Regions from separate parts of the Mus musculus genome. Here all the other regions are linked to region 1. The links are chromatin contacts, called in public Hi-C and Micro-C maps. All regions are on one chromosome and are shown on one strand. The core of a region is the stretch at or near the end of the contact, and the rest is flanking DNA. Distances in the headings are between cores, read along the strand shown.

Region 1 (3,593 bases), core at 696-3,195:
ACCAACCAACCCACAAAGCACATCACATCAATCTCTACTTCCCTGGCTCCCTCTACTGCCTCCATCCTCAATGGCTTGTGTAAAATAGGTAAGGGGGGGGGGGGGGCGGGGCGGCTTACCCAGACTATGCAGGTTCACACAGCTCTGCTTCCTGACCTGCCTCTAGTAACTGACTTACCTGCATCTACCCTTCAAGGCCTGGATGGAGTGTAAATACCTCCCAATGCCCAGTCCCTCCCAGTGTACTCTCTGAAGGACCCCATGTCCCTGGGTGTTCTACAGAAGCCTCAGACTACATGTCACTGCATAGTGCATAGTGAAGTACCACGTCCCTGCTAACAGCCTGACTGTAGTTGTTAAGGAAAAAGGACAGGGCTGAAAATAGACCTCTGGGGGCTAGAGAGATGGCTAAGCAGTTAAGAGTACTGACTGCTCTTTCAGGGGTCCTGAGTTCAATTCCTAGCAACCACATGGTGGCTCACAACTACTGTAATGGGATCCTATGTACTCTTCTGGTATGTGTCTGAAGACAGCTCCAGTGTACTTAGATAAATAAAAATAAATAAATCTAAAAAACAAAAAACAAAAAAAACAGACCCTGAAGTCCCCAAACTGAACCCTGGAGGAGCCCCGAAGGGGCCACCACTGGGTGTCAAGCATCAGGCTGACTGAGAAAGTGTTACATCCCAGAGTGCTCAGGGAGTCAGGGCCACGGGGCAAAAGGGGGTGTGGAAGCAATTAGTATATCAGTGCTCAACCTGTGGGTTGCCACCCCTTTGGCAAATGTCTAAATAGGAAATCCAGAAACATTTACATTACCATTCATAACAGTAGCAAAGCTAGTTATGAAGAAGTAACAAAAATAATTTTATGGTTGGGGTCACCACAATGAGGAACTATATTTAAGGGTCACGGCATTAAGAAGATTGAGAACCACTGAATTAGGAAATACAGATCAGGTGGCCAAGCCTAAATCAGGGGATGTAAGCTGCACTCCAAAGGACTCTGAAGACTGGTAGGAAGAGACGTGCAGGTTCTGCAACAACTGGGTAGTCCTACCATATTCAAACCCCTTAAATGGGATGTCGACTCCAGAGGGGAGGTTTCACGGTGTCAAAAATAAAAACGGGATGTGAAGAAGCAGTTAGGAGTTTCAAGATCAGATGGCCAGGCCTAAATGGGGGGCATCAAGTGCACCTCAAAGGACCTGGAGCCCTGTGGCGGGAATAGGGGCGCCCGGTCCGGGTTTAAGCAGACCTCGGGGTGTAAGCTACAGGTCGGGGTGGCCGAGCACCTTCGCGGGATGAAGGAGAGCCGGACCTGAGCCTGAGGCTATGCCGGGGAAGGAGGCCCAGGCCCCAGGCGAGGGAAGCGGGGAAGGGAGCGTGGCGGGCTGGGCCCGCGAGCAGGCTCGGAGGTCTCGCCCGCCTCGTTCGAGGCCGCGGAGCCGCGTCTCAAGGCCCGTTGGGCTCCCCGGGCGGCCTGCGAGGCCGGAAGGCGTGGGGTGGGGGTGGGGGGTGGGAGGCGGTCGCGGCGCGGCCGAGGAGCCTCGAGGTCGGGAGGAGGCAGAAGCCGGGGCTGCCGCGAGGAACCCGGCCGGGGACCAGACTCCACGGTAGGGGGGCCCGCTGGGTGCCCAGACCGGGTGAGGCCGAACTCCCACAACCTGAAGCGCTCGCCCTTCGACTCTGGGGCTCCCTTGACTTCCCGCCCCGCGCCCGCCTGCCGCCAGCTGGCCCCCGGCGGCGCCTCCCCTACCTTCGTTCGCCAGGTCCGCCATTTTACTTCCTTAAGCCCTCCCACAAGGCCCCGCGCCCGGCCCCCGGGCTCCGAGGGCTTTCTGCTGGGAGAGTTCTGCGCCTGCGCATCCCATAAGCCAGCGCCGGTGTGAGGAGGAGGGAAGCTCGCACCCGCTAGAGCTCCGGCCGCGCGCCTGCGCAGTAACGGCTCTCCGCCCGCCTCTTCCCGCCCGCAAAGGGAAGAGGGTGTGGCTAGCGTGGCACGCATGCGCACAGGCAGCGCCAGTTTGCTATTGGTCCTGAGCTCCTAGCATTGGCAGCATGTTAAGGAGGTGGGGGGGGGGGAGGAGGATGGCCGAGCCCCACGCATGCGCAGGAGAGACGTGCCGCTGCTTGCTGTCCTGACTGCCATCCCGCCACTTTCTCTGTTTGTTTCTCTGGCGTGAGCCTAGGTAGGCTTTTTAGCGATTCCGCGTACAGGAAGGAGTGGCCCATGTCCCTGAATCAGAAGCCAGGCCCTTTCACACAGCTTTCCTATGGCTATTTGGGGTGGTTGAGGAAGAGGCAAAGTCAGAGGTCACCCTAGATTTCAAACACAGGATGTCCTAATAAAACTAGACTCTTAACCTCTCTGGGCATTAGACTTGGCATTGGTGCGCACGCCTTTAATCCCAGCACTCAGGCAGACGCAAGAGGATCTCCGTTTGAGAGCAGCCTGGTCCAGGGCTACACAGACTATGTCTTGAAAACAAACAAACAATAAGTAATAAGAAAAGATGTATTTGTGTATGAGTGCTATGTGTGTGCAGTGCCTACAAAAGGCTAAAAAAGGAAAGGCTATCCTGGAACTGGACTGTGGGTGACCGGTCTAAGCCAACTATGTGGGTGCTAAGAACTCAGGCCAGGCGTGGTGGCGTACGCCTTTAATCCCAGCACTCGGGAGGCAGAGGCAGGCGGATTTCTGAGTTCGAGGGCAGTCTGGTCTACAGAGTGAGTTCCAGGACAGCCAGGGCTATACAGAGAAACCCTGTCTGGAAAAAAGAAAGAAAGAGAGAGAGAGAGAGAGAGAGAGAGAGAGAGAGAGAGAGAGAGAGAGAGAGAGAAGAAGAAGAAGAAGAAGAAGTAAGGAAGAAAGAAAGGAAGGGAGAATGGAAAACCAAACCTATATTCACCTTTGCATACTGACAAGACACCTGAAAGCAGCTACTACGTATTTTAAATCTGGGTATACTCCTATAGATCTGTGAGATAGGGAGACACTGTCACAGTGTAGTCCAGTCTGGTCTTGAACTCAAAATTCTCCTGCCTCATCTTCCCAAGTGCTGGGGCCACAGATATAGAACTCACTCTTGCCGGGCGTGGTGGCACATGCCTTTAATCCCAGCACTTGGGAGGCAGAGGCAGGCAGATCTCTGAGTTCGAGGCCAGCCTGGTCTACAGAGTGAGTTCCAGGACAGCCAGGGCTACACAGAGAAACCCTGTCTCGAAAAAAAAAAAAAAAAAAAAAGAGCTCACTCACACTTTCTTTCTCCCCCCCCACCCCCAGTTTTGAGTATTTTATGTAGCCCAGACTGCCCTCGAAATGGCTTTGTAGATGAGGGTGCCCATGTACTTCTGATCCTCCTGCCGGCACAGCCAGAAAGTTAGGCTAACATATGTCACCATCATACCCAGGTTCAATGGTTTTGGTTTTGGTTTTTGGTTTTTAGTTTTGAAAGAGAGTGTCATTACATAGCTCAGGCTGGTCTGGAGTTTTCAGTAATCCCCCTGCCTCAGCTTCCAACTCCTGGGAACATGAATGTGTGCATACAACGCAACCTTCTGTCTCCCTGGTGTATGTGGTGAGTGTGGATG
Region 2 (3,593 bases), core at 561-3,060, 300 kb after region 1:
AGGATGTGGCCCACAGGGCATGGTAAAACCCAAGGTCCTGGGTCTGCAAACTTAAAGTACTTGTCAATCCGCTCCCACTCCCCAGCAGTTGCCACAGGCTGGCTCTCCCACCTCAGACCTTATCCGTCACAGCCTTTACAATAGCACACAGGACGAGCTCAGGCTCCATGCTCAGGAATGCTGAACCACTAACTGCTAAGCAAGACATCTTCACCCAGAGGCCAGCCACTCTGTTGACTCTGAGCAGTTAATACCAGGTGTGGCCTGAGCAGTAGGGATCTGTACTTGAGCAAAGGGCTCTGTGTGGTTTGGGGACAGTGAAGACCCTGCCAAACCCACGCTTGCCCTGTGCCCTCACCCATTTCACCTTCAAAAGAACAAGGTCATGTCCCAAGACCAGTTGGTCCCCACCACAGAACCATCCCTAGTGGTACATACCCGGCTGAAGGGGATGCCGTACTTCTTCAGGATGATGGGCGAGATGAGTGTCATCTTGTGCCTTAGGAAGGCATCACAGCCCTGTGAGCTCCCAGGGAAGAAGCCTGGGGTGGAGGAAAGCCGTGTCAGAGTGGGTGTCAGTGTGGGAGACAGGAGCAGCTGTCACTCCTGTGACTGACAGCTGCCCAGCAGACAGCTCTCCTGCAAGCTCTTAGGCAGACTCCACCCTATTCACTAGGACAGTCACCAAGGTGTCCTAAGCACACAGCCTCTAGGAGGCAGCATCCCAGGACCATATGGATGGGTTCGGTGAGCTGGCAGCATTTAACTCCTCCCTGAATGGCATGGGAAACTACAAAGAGCAAAGTTGAGAACTACCAAGAAACAAGACGGCTGCAGCTGCTGTGTGCAGCCTCTGGGTCCCAGCACCTTAGTAGTCCACAGAGGAGAAATGAGGCCCCAGGACACAGCTGACCTCAGGACAGGGAGCAGCCTATGTTCCTACCAGGGCCCCCTCACCTCCCCAGGCAGATGTTCTGTTTGCCTTAGAACAAGACAGCCGTCTCAAGGATCAGCCATGTCCTGGGATCCCCACATAGATTCTGCCCTTGTGCTCCTTGAGGAGCAGTTCCCACTACGGACAGATGATCCTTTCAGAGGCTCAGGGTAGGCTGGGCTCAGCTCTACCCTCTCAAAAGCAGCACTGCAGCAGCCAAGATGGGCAGCATAGGAAGCAAGTGAGGCAGGGGGCACCTAGTTCTTAGACTGACTGCTCACCACACAACACTGTCCTGTGTACACTCAGAGAACACAGTGAGGGTCACAGAAGTCTGCTGTGGGCAAAGCAGGGGACAGGAGGAGAACTGAGCCAGCTTCAGAGTCTAAGGACCCTTCCAGAATCCCTCAGACACTCGCCCAGCTTCTAAGCTAGTATGTCCCTGCTAGGTCTCTGCTTCCAGAGCACATGTTTGAGTGTATGCACACCCACAGACATGTGCACAGGGCACATGGCGAGCAGGGATTTAGAGGCCCTGGCTGTTGGCAGGAGGCTGAGCTGGAAGAGCAGGCACCAGAGGGGATGACGGCCGAGTCCTCAACTTTCCTTCCTTGGTGCTAAAAGCGCCTTAGTTAAAATTATGACTGCAGCTTCCAGCAGCACGTCTCCCTCCTAAGCACGGCTTAAGTGGCTCTCATTAGGGCCCTAATAAAGGCTCAAATCTAAAGTGATTAGCGCCCCCACATCAGTGCTCTCCTGCGGGCGGGTGCCTCTCCCCATAAGCCCATTTATGGCTCAGCTATTCGTTCTCTGTGAGTTAGCAGAGAACTCTGTGAGCCTGCTCCACTCAGCTCTGCTGTGGGTGGCATCAGTGGCGCATGCCCAAAGAAGGTCTTGGGGCTGCCAAAGCTGGAGCCGCAGGGGAGCTGTATGGAGCCTCCTGCTGTGTCCTGCCTCCCGATCTTATCCCCACCCTTCCCTGGGCAAACTGCTCGGTCCTTCCTCTGGTTCCAGGGAACCTCCCCACCCAGCTGTCGGGACTATGTGGACAGGGCAGATTGTTCTTGTTGGAGGCAGGGTCTCACTATGTGGTCTTGGATAGCCTAGAACTCACTATGTGGACCAGGAGGACCTTAAACCCAGAGATCCACCTGCCTCTGCCTCCTGAGTGCTGGGTCTGGACGCCTGCACCACCACACCCTGAAGTCAGGTGTTTGAAGCAGTCAGCCTGGAGGTTCAGAACTGAAATCCCGCTGAGCTGCTGCACACCCCTGCTGGCCCTCGGAATGCTGATGTGACGAGTGGGATGGACGGAGGGTGCTGGCGTCATTCTGAGGTCAGCTTCCCTGTTTCCAGAGGCCACAAAGCAAGAACTGCCTGAGCCTCACTCACTGAGCTGCATCACACTGTCAGCAGAGGCTGGGCAGCAACTGTGAGGTCATGCCCAGGCCCTGCGGTGTCAGCTGAAGAGCATTTCCTTTGTGTTTTATAAATGACATCAGCTCACTCAGGGCACCTACAAGGTATCCACAACCTAACCCCCAGGACCTGTGTGTGGCGACTTCCAGGGCAGAAAAGACTCTGCAGACATCTCAAGCTAAAGAGCCTGAGCTTGATCACCCTGCCCAGTGTCCTCACGGCTCCTCCTCAGACAGAGGCAGGAGGAGGAGGACAGGCTGAGAGCCTAGGAGATGTACTGCTGGCACTAGGCTAGGAAAAGGGGGTGGAGAGCTGAAAGCTGCATGGTGGGCTGAAGGACTCCCAGGACACCCTGCTGCATCTGTGGCCTTAGCATCTGAGCTGTGTGGGCACCACCTAGGCTGCTCACAGCCACTGAGGCTATGCATGGGCACAGTGGAACAGGGAAGCAGGTATGTGGCCAGCACTGCCTTAGTGGCCTTGCTCAAGGCCACACGGTGAACACTGCAGAGGGCAATGTCTGGGCGCTGTATGAAGATGTTTCCTGCAGCTGGGTCCTGCAGGAGCCAGGTTAGTCTTCCTGTGTCAGGGCTGCTCTGGGGATGACTGAGGCTAGGCAGACCTTTCAAGTAGTCAGGACTCACAGTGCTCTCAATGTGTGTGTCCCTAGATTCCCACATACAAACTTAGACCTGACAAAGGAATGGCTGAGCTGGGCATGGTGGCATGGATCTGTCATCCCAGCACTTGTGAGGCTGAGGCAGGAGGATTGTAAATTCAAGGCTAGCTTAGGCTACAAAGTGAATTCAAGATAAGCCAGGGTTCAATGTAGCTAAACCCTGTCTTTAAAAGCTAGCAAAAGAAAAACCAACATGGCTAGGATAGCTGCCCTGCACTCATGAGGCCCTAGGTGTCATCCCAAGCATCAGAGTGCAGTGAGAAAAAGGGAAAGGCAGATATCATAGCACACACTCTTCACCCAGACATCCTAGACCCAGGCAGGAGGATGGCGAACTCCCTACCAGCTTGGGCTACAGGTATTAAAGCCAGGCTCCGGCCGTGGAGACCAGGGCTTCTGACAGAGCTTGCTGTGCCCTCATCTGAGGGCATAGGGGTCACTGATGGCAGACTGAGTGCACTCGCAGTGACCTCAGAGACCAGGCTAGGGCATGCTGTCACTCAGCCCACTATACCCACCCGGGGCCTCTAGCTGGGACCTCTCTGCACCTTGAGCTCTGGC
Region 3 (3,593 bases), core at 473-2,972, 260 kb before region 1:
GGCTTATCTCTACAAGACATTATGCAGAAACCGTTCCCTGCCAGCTCTCTTCAGAACCAGACCGTCGGGGGCCTCTCCTCAGTTACATCCGTTTACCTGATCTAGTCTTTCTGAACGATGAGTGAGCCTCAGTCATCGTTAGGGCTAGTTAAACCACTGGTGGCATAGCACCTTTACTCCATGAACAAGGGAGGGCTTTCTCACCACTATCTTGAGGTCACAGTCTTACTGCCTCCACCTCCAAGTGTAGGGGCTTGGTCTGGTACTGCTTGTATTTAGGTGCTAAATTCTGTATCCCAAGGTCTAGTTGCCCCCAAGGAGGAGATCCTCACATACCCCAAGTGATGCTACGTATGTAACCTAGCCTCCCAAGTCAATTAGTCAATAAAAGGCTAAAGCCTGTGACTGGGCAATAGATAGAGGTAGGCAGGTTTTCAGTTACCTGGCTGGAGGTTGCAGGTAGAGAAAGGAGACTAAGAAAGACAGGGAAACTGGAGGAGGCCGCCACGAGAGGAGATGGACCATAAGCATGTGGCCAGGAAAAACAGCACGTCACAAGGGACACATGGGCAGGGATGTAAGTTAGAATAGCTCCAAACTAGTTCCAAACTAGAATAGCTGCACAACCTAGACTTACGGTTTGTAAATAAAATACCTGGATTGTGTGTGTGTCTTTTATTCAGGTTAGCAAAAATTTGTATTGCCTTTTATATCCAAGTTCTAGGATGATAGACATGTATCTCTGCACTTGGCTTATAGAGTCTTGAGGCTAGAACCCAGGGCTTCATCGTTCTAGCAGAGTGCTCTACCAATTATGCCCCAGCCTTGGCCTTCAAGTAAAAAAGTGAAAACAGAGCTGTGGGTGTAGTTCAATGGCGGGAGCCCTGAGTTCAATCCCCAGTTGTCAGTATCCACAGTCTACGGTTGACTACTGACTACCGTTCCTTTCCCTGCGTTGAATGAATGAGACCGCTGATCATTTAGAATGGCTCCGTTTCAGATGTGCACTGTAACAACCACAGAAAGAAGAACCACCTCCGACAAGTTTTTTTGTTTGTTTTTGTTTTTTAAAAGCTTACATTTTAAATGGTGCGTGTCTGTGTGCGAGCGCTAGCACCTGTGTGCAGTGCTTGAGAAGGCCAGAAGAGGTCACTGAAGTCACAGGCTGGTTTTTTACAGATGCACAACCCTAGCCTTTGCAAGGAGAAGTGGGCTGAACCCGCTGGCTTTACAGGATCCAGACCGGTAAACTAACCACCGGCGCTGTCACGCAGGAGCACCGAACATCGCCAGCGCTCCCTCCCTCCGCAGGGCTCGAACTTAAACTCTTAGGGCCTTTTTAGGGACGTCCCCTCTAGAGCCGCTCCCGGGGCGCAGTGCGCAGGCACCGCGCCACGGCCTGGCCCAACCCCTCCACGTGCGGCGCACACCTCGCGCCGCTCAGCAGAGCTCGCCTCGCGCCTCCTTCACTCCCTCCGCCCGCCCCCCTGCGGCGCCGGCTTTCTATTGGCTGACGGCTTCGTCGTTCTGACTGTCGCCCGGCGGGCCCCCACCAGCCCGGAAGTCCCGCCCCACGCGCGGGTCTCTGGCCTTCTGACAGGCTCGGAGGCTTGTCCATCGGCGAGGCCGGGCCCGAGTCGGCGGCTGGGGGCCCGCGGTCGCTGAGCCGCCCGGGCTGGCGGCGGTTTCCGGTTCAGCGCGGCTGGCGGGCGGGCGGGCGGCCCGGAACGGCGGCGGCGGCGGTGCGGCCCCCGACAGACAATGAGAGCGGCGGGGCGTTGCTGAGCGGCGGCAGCGAGAGCGACGCGGGCCCGGGGGCGGGGCGGGCGCCAGTCATGGACAATCAGGTAAGAAGCCTCCGCCCGGGACTGGCCTCCCGCTGCCCTGCGCGGCGTTGTGGCCGGCCCTGCGCGCACACCGCCCCGTGGGCACCGAGTTTGCGCGCGCCCACCCGGATGGGCCCTTCTCCAGCCACTGCGACCCCGGGGCGTCCTTCCCCCATCGCCATCTCGGGATGCCCCTCCTCCACTGTGACCCACGTACCCCTCCCCCATCGCGACCCCAGGTCTGGTGCAGAACCCTTTGGGATCTAACTCAGCACCCCAGTGCCACCCACTCCACACTGGGGAATTCTCTGCCAGCGTAGTGTATCCACACCGCCGCGGCATCTTGAGGGACTCAGCCTGGCTCAGAGCCCCGTGAGACACCCCTTAGAATCCCGGAGTACCCCCTGGGCATCATACAGGAGCTCAGGGCTTCAACACCTTAGGAACTCCATCTCATTCCAGAGTCCCCGGAGGCGCCCCTTAGGAATCCAGTTTACACACAGACTCCTGAAGTGTTTATCAGGATCCCAGGGATTTAGCGCCCTGGGCATCATCACAGCCTGGAACCCTTTGGGATTCCCCTTAGAGCCTTGGTACTACCTTAGCACCCTGGGGATCTCCCGCCTGGTCCACAGCTCTCCAGGAAGACTTTTGGAATCCTATAGCCACTCACAGCACCATGGGGATCCCGTCCTGGCCCCACATCCCCTGGGAAATCATTTAGAATCCCAGTAGAGAATGGAACCCATTGGGATTACAAAGCCACCCAGTCTAGCCGGGAACTCACGTCCCTTATGAATCCAAATCTAGCCAGACTCCCTTCAGAACTCCAGTACACCCCACAGCTCCTGGCATCCTTGTATGGCCCAGAATCTTTGGAAACATGTCTCAGAACTTAAGTGGGTCTTCCAGCCCCTGTGGTCCCTAGCATGAATCAGACTCTGTGGAGAGTCTACACAGAGTCCCCACAGACAGGGCTAGTAACTTTAGGATGCCCCCCCTACATATCCTCTTAGATGCTACACCACCCCAAATAGGGCCTGAGCCTCAATCTTTTTTTGGAAGATTCCTTCTTCCTGGGCCCATGACCCCAAATCTCCCCAAACTCCAGGGAATACCCCCCCCCCAACCAGGTGCTAGCTTCAGGTCTGTTTTGAATGCTCTCTGCCCAGCCACACCCTCTCTCCATCTAAGACACTCACTTCAGTTCACTTTTCCCAGCCTCTTGGGTAGCCTGCCTCCTCTACCTCTTCCCCTCATGTCACCCAGCTCTGTACCATGTGAGCTCCTCCCCATCTTCTTTAGATTCCCCTCACCCAGGGTCACATCCTCCCCCTTCCCTTCCAAAGACGGAACTTCCAGGGGTACCAGTCCTGGGAAGGTGTGGGGCTGTGGGGGTGGCAGCTGATGGCTTCCTCTGCTGTTGGTAAGGGCAGGTTGGGTCATCCCTAGCTGCTGGCACCATGGAGGCGGCTTTGTCTAGTTTGGCCATGTGGCTGTTAGTTTCAGATACATCGGTAGGGACCTCCTGTGTGTCCCACTATCTATGACCTAGGACCACTGGGGCAGGTAGCAGGCATAGCTTTTTTGTCCCTGGTGTGCCTGACTTGCTGCTAGTGAATAGGCTGATTTGCAAGCCTGCTTGCTACCTGGGCTCTTCATTAGTTGAACCACACAAAAAGTCCCTGTTCTTCGGCACCCTCTGCACTCCAAAACTCAGGAGTCCATGTCCTCAATAGAATCCCCAGAGATTGGAGACCATTCCCT

The links. Hi-C and Micro-C count contacts between places; a contact is called where the count stands out from the background.
Region 2: a contact with region 1 is called in a Hi-C map of cortical neurons, with 3 times the contacts expected there. The contact joins the enhancer-like site here to the promoter of Ranbp3 in region 1. A contact is called at or near these places in 19 of 39 promoter capture datasets (the 3T3-L1 cell line, 3T3-L1-derived adipocytes, the C10 cell line and 11 more), 3 of 15 datasets of contacts at CTCF or cohesin (the NIH/3T3 cell line, large pre-B cells and pro-B cells), 49 of 484 Hi-C or Micro-C datasets (the AML12 cell line, B cells, the BV-2 cell line and 36 more), 24 of 115 datasets of contacts at active chromatin or transcription factors (the 230-238 cell line, the HPC-7 cell line, the NIH/3T3 cell line and 16 more) and 4 of 9 other capture datasets (adipose tissue, embryonic stem cells, liver and 1 more).
Region 3: a Micro-C map of embryonic stem cells shows a contact between it and region 1, with 3 times the contacts expected there. The contact joins the promoter of Mllt1 here to the promoter of Ranbp3 in region 1. A contact is called at or near these places in 6 of 39 promoter capture datasets (cranial neural crest, embryonic stem cells, liver and 1 more), 7 of 484 Hi-C or Micro-C datasets (the Ba/F3 cell line, CD4 T cells, the HL-1 cell line and 2 more), 6 of 115 datasets of contacts at active chromatin or transcription factors (embryonic stem cells, memory CD8 T cells and microglia) and 1 of 9 other capture datasets (adipose tissue).

Annotation. Positions count from the first base shown.
Region 1 is chr17:56,671,577-56,675,169 of GRCm38.p6, reverse strand. It overlaps Ranbp3 (RAN binding protein 3), which reads right to left and starts at 1,945. Exons shown (of 17, transcript NM_001252466.1): 1 at 1,759-1,945. The coding sequence starts at 1,780.
Region 2 is chr17:56,369,373-56,372,965 of GRCm38.p6, reverse strand. Kdm4b (lysine (K)-specific demethylase 4B) reads right to left here. Exons shown (of 23, transcript NM_172132.3): 7 at 439-542. Among named protein-coding and RNA genes, the nearest start is that of Gm32715, 17 kb to the left of the region's middle. Within about 2 kb of position 1,810, at least 33 of the 459 cell types and tissues checked have an H3K27ac peak or open chromatin away from gene starts, as enhancers often do. A contact at or near this core is called in cerebral cortex, cortical neurons and frontal cortex, where this site is marked.
Region 3 is chr17:56,933,517-56,937,109 of GRCm38.p6, reverse strand. It overlaps Mllt1 (myeloid/lymphoid or mixed-lineage leukemia; translocated to, 1), which reads left to right and starts at 1,722. Exons shown (of 12, transcript NM_022328.2): 1 at 1,722-1,847. The coding sequence starts at 1,836.